2 separate regions of the Gossypium hirsutum genome follow, and region 1 is linked to region 2. A link is a contact called in public Hi-C data. All regions are on one chromosome and are shown on one strand. Each heading gives the region's core, a stretch centred on a gene start, on an enhancer-like site or on the middle of the called end of the contact. The rest is flanking DNA. Distances are from core to core; before and after follow the strand shown. Region 1 holds the start of LOC107922537. Region 2 holds the start of LOC107922270 (probable protein phosphatase 2C 55).

Region 1 (4,941 bases), core at 1,933-4,432, 280 kb before region 2:
ATCATGGCGATGGTGGCAAGAGTTTGGACTAATTTCGCTCATCTCTCTATACAATCTCTAAATTTTCCAATACCAATGTTAAGTTTAATAAGCTGCGATTAAAAAAAAAAAGAAAAAGAAGCGACAAAGATTTTTTTTTAACTAATAATAAAGAGGTCCTTAACTTCAGTCAAAAGTCAAAAATTATCACATGTTCATTCAATGGACTAATGTACCACGTCAACAATATGTTAGTAAACTAGCATAATTTTTAACTGCAATGACTAATTCGAATAATTATTTTAATTAGAGTGACTAAATTAAAAAATATATATTTAAAATGTCCAAAATAAGACACTTTAATCTATTTTAAAGTGACCATATCAATACTTCAACGAGTAAATTTTGCCTTCGAACACAACCATTTACAATGACTCAAGATCAATGCTTTCAAATTTTGATCTGAAGATGAAGTATAAGCTTTTCATATTTAAAATAAAATTTTCAAATAATTTATATTTACTTAAAATATATTTAAATTTTATATTTCATATATTATTTTATTAAATTATTTGAATATCATTTAAGTTAACTAATTCTTTTATTATCTAACATTCTGTCTAAAATAGATATTTTAACTTTTCACCGCAATTTTGTAGTTTTTAACAGTAGTGTCAAACACTTGAATTTAACAAACCACACTTTTTCACGCAACACTTTTCAAAGGTAACAACAATGTCAAACTGAGCCTACGATTCGTTCACTGACTTGCTGCAAATTCCTATCACATGTTCTTGGTCTTTCCTATAGGTAGCAAGATGTCAGCTTTAAAATGACTGGGTCTTTCCTATAGGTAATAAGAAATCAGCTTTAAAATGTAGATACAATCACCATTCCAATGAGGGGAAAGATCTAAGCATACAAACCCGGATTAACATTCATTCGATCAAAACTAATAGTTGTTTAGATCCAGCAACATTTGCTAGGTTTCTACTCCCAGAACAATTACATGAATAAGGAAGCAGTGGGAACAAGTTCATCCTATGAGTCGAAGAATGATTTCCAAAATGCATTAGTTTTAAATGAACGGTACTCATCAGGTATCTAGAGACGTGAAATATAAAAGTCTCCAATACAAAACATGATTTGACTTAACTTTTACAAATACAAGGTAATCGACAGAAAGAGCAGGAGAAGAATCTCAAAACAAACAGTTGAAGGTCCATCTTTGCCTAAAATTAGAAGCATGGCCAGCCTATTATACAAGTTAACAAGAAACAGAGATCCTAACACTGCTGTTATCGTACAGTAAAGGATCTAAAGCAAATGCAAATGAGTGGAAGCTCTTTCATCACTCCCTTTTTTTCTTTTCTTTTTTTCTTTTTGTAAATATTATTTACAAATCCAATCCAAGGCGGGTTTGACATAAGTGACACGCATATGTTACACAAATCAACCGAAGATTCAACAGACAGATAATGGCGTATAGCATTGATCTGTAAATATCACTGAAAACAAAAACATCTTACAAGGTTTTCCACTACCATTTGACATCCAATGTCAGAGCCTCAGGAGGGACAAGAATGGATGGGAACTTTGTAAAAGAAATGTTTGACAATAAATTACTCCATGAGACTGTATCTCCACTAACAAAAGGTCGGACCTTCTTTATCAGAAGGGGCTTCAATTTGTCTCCTTCAACTCTTGTCATTACATCAAACCATAGTCTCTCAACAGTTGGCTTTGTCCTCCATTCAGCTAACATACCACGAACACTCTCATTGTTCCCAATTTCTTTTTCCAACTCTAACTGGAAATGAACGATAGGTGATGCTTTAGTTTTCACATTAAGAGAACCTAAAAACTGCTTTTGATTGTTTCTATCACCTAGAAATGTCCTAAGGATTTTTTGTAACCTGGCTATCCTCAAACTTATAGAATCTATGGGGAAAGGTTGTTTCGTGTAACCATCAATCCCATAACACTTTTCAGGCAGCAGCTCAATAGTATCCTTGGATGGGAAGTGAGCTTCAATGTGGGCATCAGGGTTCCGAGTTCGGTAGGCAGCAAGAGACACCGACCGTAAAACATGCACAGGAAGTAAGGACCTACAGAATGAATGCGAGAAGGGCCAATATCCACTACTCTTCTCCTTGACACCATTTTCATTTGCCGGTAAACCGAGATTAAACGTATGGAAAAGAGAGATCTCTTGAGCTCCATTTACTTGTAAAGTGATGCCATGACCAACAAGGACTCGTTTCAGATCAGTATGTGAAGTGTTCAGCTGATGACCAAATACCCAAGCTTCAGACTACTACTATTGATAACTATTATTTGCAAAGGTCCAATTAAACACATAATTCAAATCAAACATTGATTAAGATAACTTTAAACTCTAAGCTATCTCTAAAGATTAACTAAGCCCCCCCCCCAAAAAAAAAACCAACAACTCCTTTCTATGTAATTGATGAGGAATTAAAATAAAAGGGAAAAAAGAGAAGCATACCGGAAAGAGGAGGGAAGCTTGGTGACCGGGAGAGAGGCGTAACTCGAAGGGACCTTCCATTGTAAAAGGCTCGAGTACGGCCGAGGAATTAATTTCATTGACAAAATCAAGAAAATCGTTGCTACTTCGTTTGGTAAACTTTTTCAAGGAAGAAACTTCGTCGGGGAATTTGAAGAGCAGATGAGTTTTTCCAAATCGGATCCGGAACTCGCATCTTTTGCCAGTCCCGAACCTAACCTTACTCAATTCCAGTTTTGAAAAATTAAGCCCTTCCAGCTCCCATTTCTGCTTCAAAGCAATCTTCTCAATTACATCCTGATCCGAAGGGGAAAAAACAAATTTAATGAGTATTAAGAAACTTTAATATCAATTATTTCTATTAATTTGATTTTTTTTCTTACCTGTACGATTTGGGGATTGTTTGATTGGAGAGGATTGAAAGCGAAGGATAAGATCTGAGAGAAAAGGAAGAAGAGGAGAAACGAGAAAACACGGCGGCTCATCATCGGTGATGGTTGCCGATGGTGCTGCGTTACCGGAGTTTAGGTTAGTGTGTACCGGATCGTAGACGATCAGATGAGTCACTCACTCACTCAACTCGCTCGCTTTGAACTACGTTTCCGTAACATGTTTCTGGGGTTGAAGTTGAAATGACAGTTATGGGCTTGTGGGCCCAATCTGAGTACTAAGTTGGCGCTGATTTCATGGTCACGTACTCACGTTTAATGGGTGGTCCGAAATTGACCGTGTTTCCTAATAACTAGTTTTTTTAATGCATCAAAAAATAAAAGAATTTAGATAAAATATGAAATTCCAAAAATAAATCTGGGAAAAATTTAAAGTTTATTTTTTTATATGAGTCAAGATATTTTTGCTGAAGACTAACTCGGCCGGAATATAAATTATGTTAATAAAAATATTATATTAATTATATATATAATCATTAATCTAATAACATTTAAATTTATTACCCAAAATCTAAAAAAATATTTACCCAACTAAATAACTCAACCCAAAATATAAAATTTTAAAAATTATATTTAATACAATAAAATATTTATTATATTTATTTGTGTTTTATTTATTATATTGTTTTCTAATATAAATACTTTTTAATGTATTTTTAATGTGTTAGAAAACTTTTATTTTAGCATTTTTACTGCATTTAATGTATTATATTTTTTCAAGAATTATTTTTAAATAAAAACTAATATAAAAAATCAAATATGGGCGGATCAGATTGGGTCCGGGTTTATCTTTCTTAAATTGAATCAAGTTTGGACAAAAAAGTAAGCTCATTTTTTGGGTCGGGCCCGAGCTTAAGAAATTAATCTAGATACCTTATATGGGCTCAGTCTGAACCTGACCTATGAACGCCTCTAGCATAAATTAATAATATGCATTTGATTAAATATATTATATTAATTTATTTAAGTATGTTTTTAATAATTTGCAATATTATACTTTGATAAGAATTTTGTAAATTTAAAGAATAATAATTTAGATAAAATGAAATTATTTTTTAAAGTAATAATTAATGTATTTAATTAGTAATGTAGAAAGCAATGAAATGTTAATTTACTAGAGGGCGAAGTTAGAAATTTTTTTTCGGGGTCGGAATTAAATTGTATATTTTACGTTAATAAAAAATGTAATTTCATAATTTTAATAGTTTATATCTTTATAATTATTAAAGGATTAGATTAAATTTTTATCATTTTTGGGGTCAAAATATAGTTTTATCTTACTAATTTAAAATTTTATAAACTATAAAAGAACCTAAATAGAAAGGCTTCGCCACTAATTTGAAGCAAGTTTATTAATAATTGGATTCTAATTGGTGTGGTTGATTTTTCGAAATTAAGGTATCTTCTATTTTATTTTACGATTTGTGGAGATTATCCTTTTAAGATTTGTGACTGTGTCTCTCAACAATATTGTTTACAAAGTTCAAACTCGAATTCTCTCATTAAAAGTATATTGTACCTTTTAATTGCACCCACCACCTTTTTTTTAAAAGTAATTTTTAAATAAATAAATCTTTTAAATATTAATTTCCACCCAACAATTTGTAACCATTTATATAAATTATTTCATGTCTTTTAATTTAATATTTAAAAATAAACATTTTATATTAATATAAATTTTTTTAGGATAGAAGCGTAAAATGAAATCATTTAATTATATAGAAGTTTTTCATTACTCTAATAATTATGTGTAAATGTTGATTAAAAAACTAGTGTGCATTCTCATTTTTAAACCAATTAAGCAAAATTCCCATATTTTAGAGCAAAACATTGCTAAATATGGTATAGTTTTTAGGAATAATAAAGCATATTGTTGTACAAAAATGATAAAACTAATAAGCCATATTATTATGAAAGATGTAAGATACAATTATTTTATTCTATAAATAAATACTTGAATAAGTTATGTAATACTATTTAATAATT
Region 2 (4,743 bases), core at 227-2,726:
AATCTGACCGCTCCAAAATGGATATGAAAATATCCATGTTGGCTCCATTCTTGTGGGAAATTGGAGGGGATTTCAAGAGTAACAAATTGTTTCTCTTGACCACCATAGATCAGATGCTTATCGAACTTTGATGACTGTACATATTCACGAACATTTTTCCTACTAGTACTAATTAAAGACTTAATACTCTTTATGGGAGAAAAAACAGGTTTTCGGTAGGTAGAATAGGGATTTACAAGAGGTAGATCAGTAGCTTGAACCTTTTCCTCTTTAGTGAAGTACTCGACTTCATATAAAGAAGAAATCTTTTTTGCAGAATGGGATTTTAAAGGAAAACTAGGCAAAGAAACAGGTGCTTTGGTAATGGAAGTTCTAGAGGGATTCATTTTTGGAAATGCTCTCTTCCTTTCTGAATCCGGCTTTCTCATATGAAAGAAAATCTTAGAGTTGTGCTGGCTCTGATACCAATAAGGGCAGAGGAGTATGGAGACAACATTCTTTATTGTATCATCCTCGTCAACATTGGACTTCAATTACTTTATAGTTGCAAATTACCTAAACAATTATAAAAATAAATAAAATTATTAATGTAAATTGGATACTTTTATGATGTCATAATTGTAATAGTACTTAGGAAAATAACACACATTAAAAGTAAAACGGATAATTGCAAGTTTTATCCCTATATTTTAATGAAATTGTCAATGTAATATCTATATTTTTAATTTGTTCATTTTGATACCTATACTTTTTTCTCGTCCATCACTTTAGTACTCCATCCAAATGGTGTTAATTTCTGAGGTGTTTTGACATTTAAATAGCAATTAAAGGGATTTCTTAGAAAATTCCCCTTTTATTTTTTCAGTTGAAAGACTAAAATGCAATCTAAGATATAATACAAGGTTAAAGTATTTGAAAGATTCCTTTATTATAATGATTGGATCAAATTAACCCATTTATTTAAATAGATTAATTTAGTCTCTGTACTATTAAAAAGAATCAAATGAGTCTAAATTGTAACAAAGTTAACTTTTCCTGGATAAAAAATGTCTAATTTATTTTTAATTCAATTTCAAATAAAAAGATCATTTACAGAATGATACAAACTTTAAAAATATTAACTTTACTATAGATCAAGTCTTAGCTCAATTGGTATCAGTATTATTGTCAATATAGGAAAACATGGGTTTAAATGCATTGAAGCGCATTATCCTCCTATTTAAAGGTTAGGAAAGAGTTACGGCTAGTTATATTCATTATATTAAAAAGAACACATATGATAAAAATATATAATGAGATTAATATAAAAATATTTCTACTTTCCACTTCCGATCTTCGGCGTCCAACTAATTTGGGTGATCATTAAATATAATATACGTCATAACATACGGAGTACCGTTAAGTGTCTTAAAGACAATTCTACCCTCGTCGAAATCTCCAAAACAACCAAAACCATTGAGTAAATTTTTCGGTCATTTAAATTTGCCAGGTTTAGGTCAAAAGATTATCCGTGACAATTCTCGAGTGAAAATAGGTAAGTTTCAGGCTTTAGCTTTATTACGGCTGGCCTCCCTCCCTTACTCACCTGTTTTTAGGGTTTCATTGATTTGGGTTTGCTGAGCATCGTCGCCCCCCAGAATTTTCTTTACTTCCACTTTTTGCCAGAACATTCTGCATCTCGATATTTGGAGTCTTTTGTTTCTTTTAAGGTTTCATCTCAAGGCAAGCAGAAAGAAGAACCGGTTTCTGGTGGTTCTTTCTAAACCGATCGATTCATTTCTAGGTCCCCAGAACTTTGAGGGGGTTAGGGTTTTTGCTTTGATGGCTCTGTAAATGTGAGTTTTCCTGCCTTTTAGTATGTGCTTTTTCTTTCTTTGAAGTTTTGACTTTTTGTTCTGCAATTTTTGGTTTCAAGGAATTTAGGATTTCTTTCCATTTTTCTTCTGTTAGATCGTCTTGTTAATTAGCTGATTTTGGAATAATTATATCATATCTGGGTTGATTTTGATTCCTTTCTATGGCGGATTTAGATTATTATATTGATTTTTTAAATTGAAATCAAGCTCAGGTGAACTTTTTTTTATTTGTACTTTTCTCTATTTTGTTTCATTTAACGTAATTTATATGTATCGTATTATCGTTTGCAATCTTTTTCTTTATTTTGGTCCATTTGTTTCTTTATTTATTTAGTTGGTTTATTAACTTGGTGTCTGCAAACTTTTGCCTTTCTTTCCAGGTTTCTAAATTCCTGCTGTTTTTTGAAGGGAGAGCAGGAATTATCTATGTTTTTAGTACTCTAAGGTTTAGATGTGTTAGAAAGTTATGAGATATTCTTCTGCATATAGTAGTGACTTTTGTGTTCTCTGTAATAGACTGTTCGAAGCAAAATTGCTTTGCTTAAGAGGATAAGATGCCATCTACTTATTTTTGGAGACTGAGGAGTGCAGTTCAGAATGGAATTCAGAGAACAGAGTGCGGGAGTCAGGATTCAATAGAAGTTCTGATAGGTACAGGGAAGCTTGGGTTTGGGAATTACAGGTTTTTTCACTCTTTAAGATTTTCGAGGCTTGTGGATTTGCGAGGACTTTTGCAACCCGGGACTGTTTTGGCTGCAAGATCTGATTCTCACGTGGCTAACCGAAGAAGGAACATTTCTGTTGTGGGAGCAGTTTCTCGAACCATATCTGTTCCATCTGTTTCAGGCCCTGCTTTCCAGGTTTGTGGGTATCATATTGATAGTGTACTTGCTGACTCCAGTCAAATATCGTCAGTGAGCAAATTACAGAGTAAACCTATGGCTGCTTCTGGTTCTGGAGTTGTAATCGGTGGATATCTTGTTGATACATCAAAGTTAAAGCATGAGCACCTTTCATCATCAAAAAGTAGTACCGACATCTTTTACAGCAATAAAAGTTTGAATAGCTGCATAAAAGCTAGAATGAGTTTGAAAAACCCTGAGAAACCTAACAATTCACCAATATATGGATATTTCATGTATAGTGTTGGAAAAAGGTGGTGCAATTTTGATAGTCTGTTAGGTTCAGGTTCACGGGCTTTCCATAGCTCATTGCATTGTTTATCAGCGGGGACTGTGCCTGATGTTTCCTTTGATAATTCCGGAAGTGAGGAACAGGGTAACAATTCTTCCGTGTCATCAGAAGAGTATGTTTTCTGTGCACTTTTCAATTTCCTTTTACTAAATTATTACAATATCTTAGCATTTGTATTTATGCCATGTTTGACAATCATGACAGGAAGATTTCTGCTGGCAAAACTCTGAAACTGCTTTCGGGATCATGCTATCTTCCCCATCCTGACAAAGAAGATACTGGAGGAGAGGACGCACATTTCATATGTGCAGATGAACAAGCAGTAGGTGTAGCAGACGGAGTTGGTGGCTGGGCAGATCTAGGTGTTGATGCAGGTCTGTATTCTCGGGAACTCATGTCTAACTCTGTATCTGCTATCCAAGAGGAGCCCAAAGGTTCGATTGACCCTGCAAGAGTCTTAGAGAAAGCTCACTCTAGCACAAAAGCTAAAGGTTCCTCAACAGCGTGCATCATAGCACTCACAGACCAGGTAAGCCTTTTATGTTCTGGGCTTTTGCCTATCATGTCCGGTTTCTAATTCCAATTGCGGGTTGCTGTGCTTAACATGAACTGAGGAACTAAGAACTTGAAATTAGATGTCTTTATCCAAATGAATTTGCAAGGGATTTCATCTTTTATGTAGAGAGACCTGAAATGGGCCTTAGCCAGAAGTTATCCTTGTATCTGACCTTAATGAGGGCTAAAATCCTGGTATCGGTGATTCGTGGTACCTTGGTAAAACTTGAAATGATGTCATAAATTAAATTTAGGCTTTATGTAGTAATATGCATTCCTCTTTGACTTTTAAAATTAGAAATTACACCAATTACCTTCTTCTTGGATTACTGAATGAAGTTACTTGCTCGATAGTATAATAGATTTTGGCTCTTACTGCAGGGTCTTCATGCTATAAATTTGGGGGACAGTGGTTTTATGGTTGTTCGAGATGGATGCACTATATTTAGATCCCCTGTTCAGCAGCATGATTTTAACTTCACATATCAACTTGAGAGTGGAAGTAATGGTGATTTACCTAGCTCTGGTCAGGTACATATGTTCCCCTTGTGCTATTACTGGAAAAGGTCTTTTATTTTGAGTTATAATGAAATTTTTTATTTTGTTATCTTATTGAAAAAAATCTCTGTTTCAATGGATATTTGCTCTGGTGGCCCTGGGATGTTAGATGATTGATTCTGCTGACATTTCCTGCTGATAATGACTTCAAAATATTTAAATAGGAAAGGGTATCCTTTTATATTTCTCAAACTGATAGGTCAACCAAATTATTAATTAAGCATTGGTTTTCTGTGTTACCATATTAAACAATAGTTTCCAGCTTGGTTATTTATGTTAGGCTTTTATTTTACTTGATTGTTATGAAATATCTGAATGGCCTGAATCTTCCGGCCAGATCAGGTCTTTGCAGTTCCTGTTGCTCCAGGAGATGTTATCATTGCTGGCACAGATGGACTGTTCGATAACTTGTACAATAACGAAATTACTGCAGTGGTGGTTCATGCAGTGAGAGCTGGTTTGGGGCCTCAAGTGACTGCTCAGAAGATAGCAGCATTGGCAAGGCAACGAGCACAGGATAGAGACCGACAAACACCTTTCTCCACTGCTGCTCAAGATGCTGGATTCCGTTATTATGGTG

The links. Hi-C and Micro-C count contacts between places; a contact is called where the count stands out from the background.
Region 1: a Hi-C map of leaf shows a contact between it and region 2, with 2.2 times the contacts expected there. The contact joins the promoter of LOC107922537 here to the promoter of LOC107922270 in region 2. A contact is called at or near these places in 4 of 34 Hi-C or Micro-C datasets (callus, leaf and petal).

Annotation. Positions count from the first base shown.
Region 1 is chrD01:20,094,347-20,099,287 of Gossypium_hirsutum_v2.1, reverse strand. LOC107922537 reads right to left here and starts at 3,182. Exons shown (of 3, transcript XM_016852622.2): 1 at 2,890-3,182; 2 at 2,489-2,803; 3 at 1,036-2,266. The coding sequence starts at 2,994. The coding sequence ends at 1,520.
Region 2 is chrD01:19,809,713-19,814,455 of Gossypium_hirsutum_v2.1, reverse strand. It overlaps LOC107922270 (probable protein phosphatase 2C 55), which reads left to right and starts at 1,476. Exons shown (of 6, transcript XM_041087272.1): 1 at 1,476-1,835; 2 at 2,373-3,162; 3 at 3,255-3,579; 4 at 3,987-4,136; 5 at 4,506-4,743. The coding sequence starts at 2,411.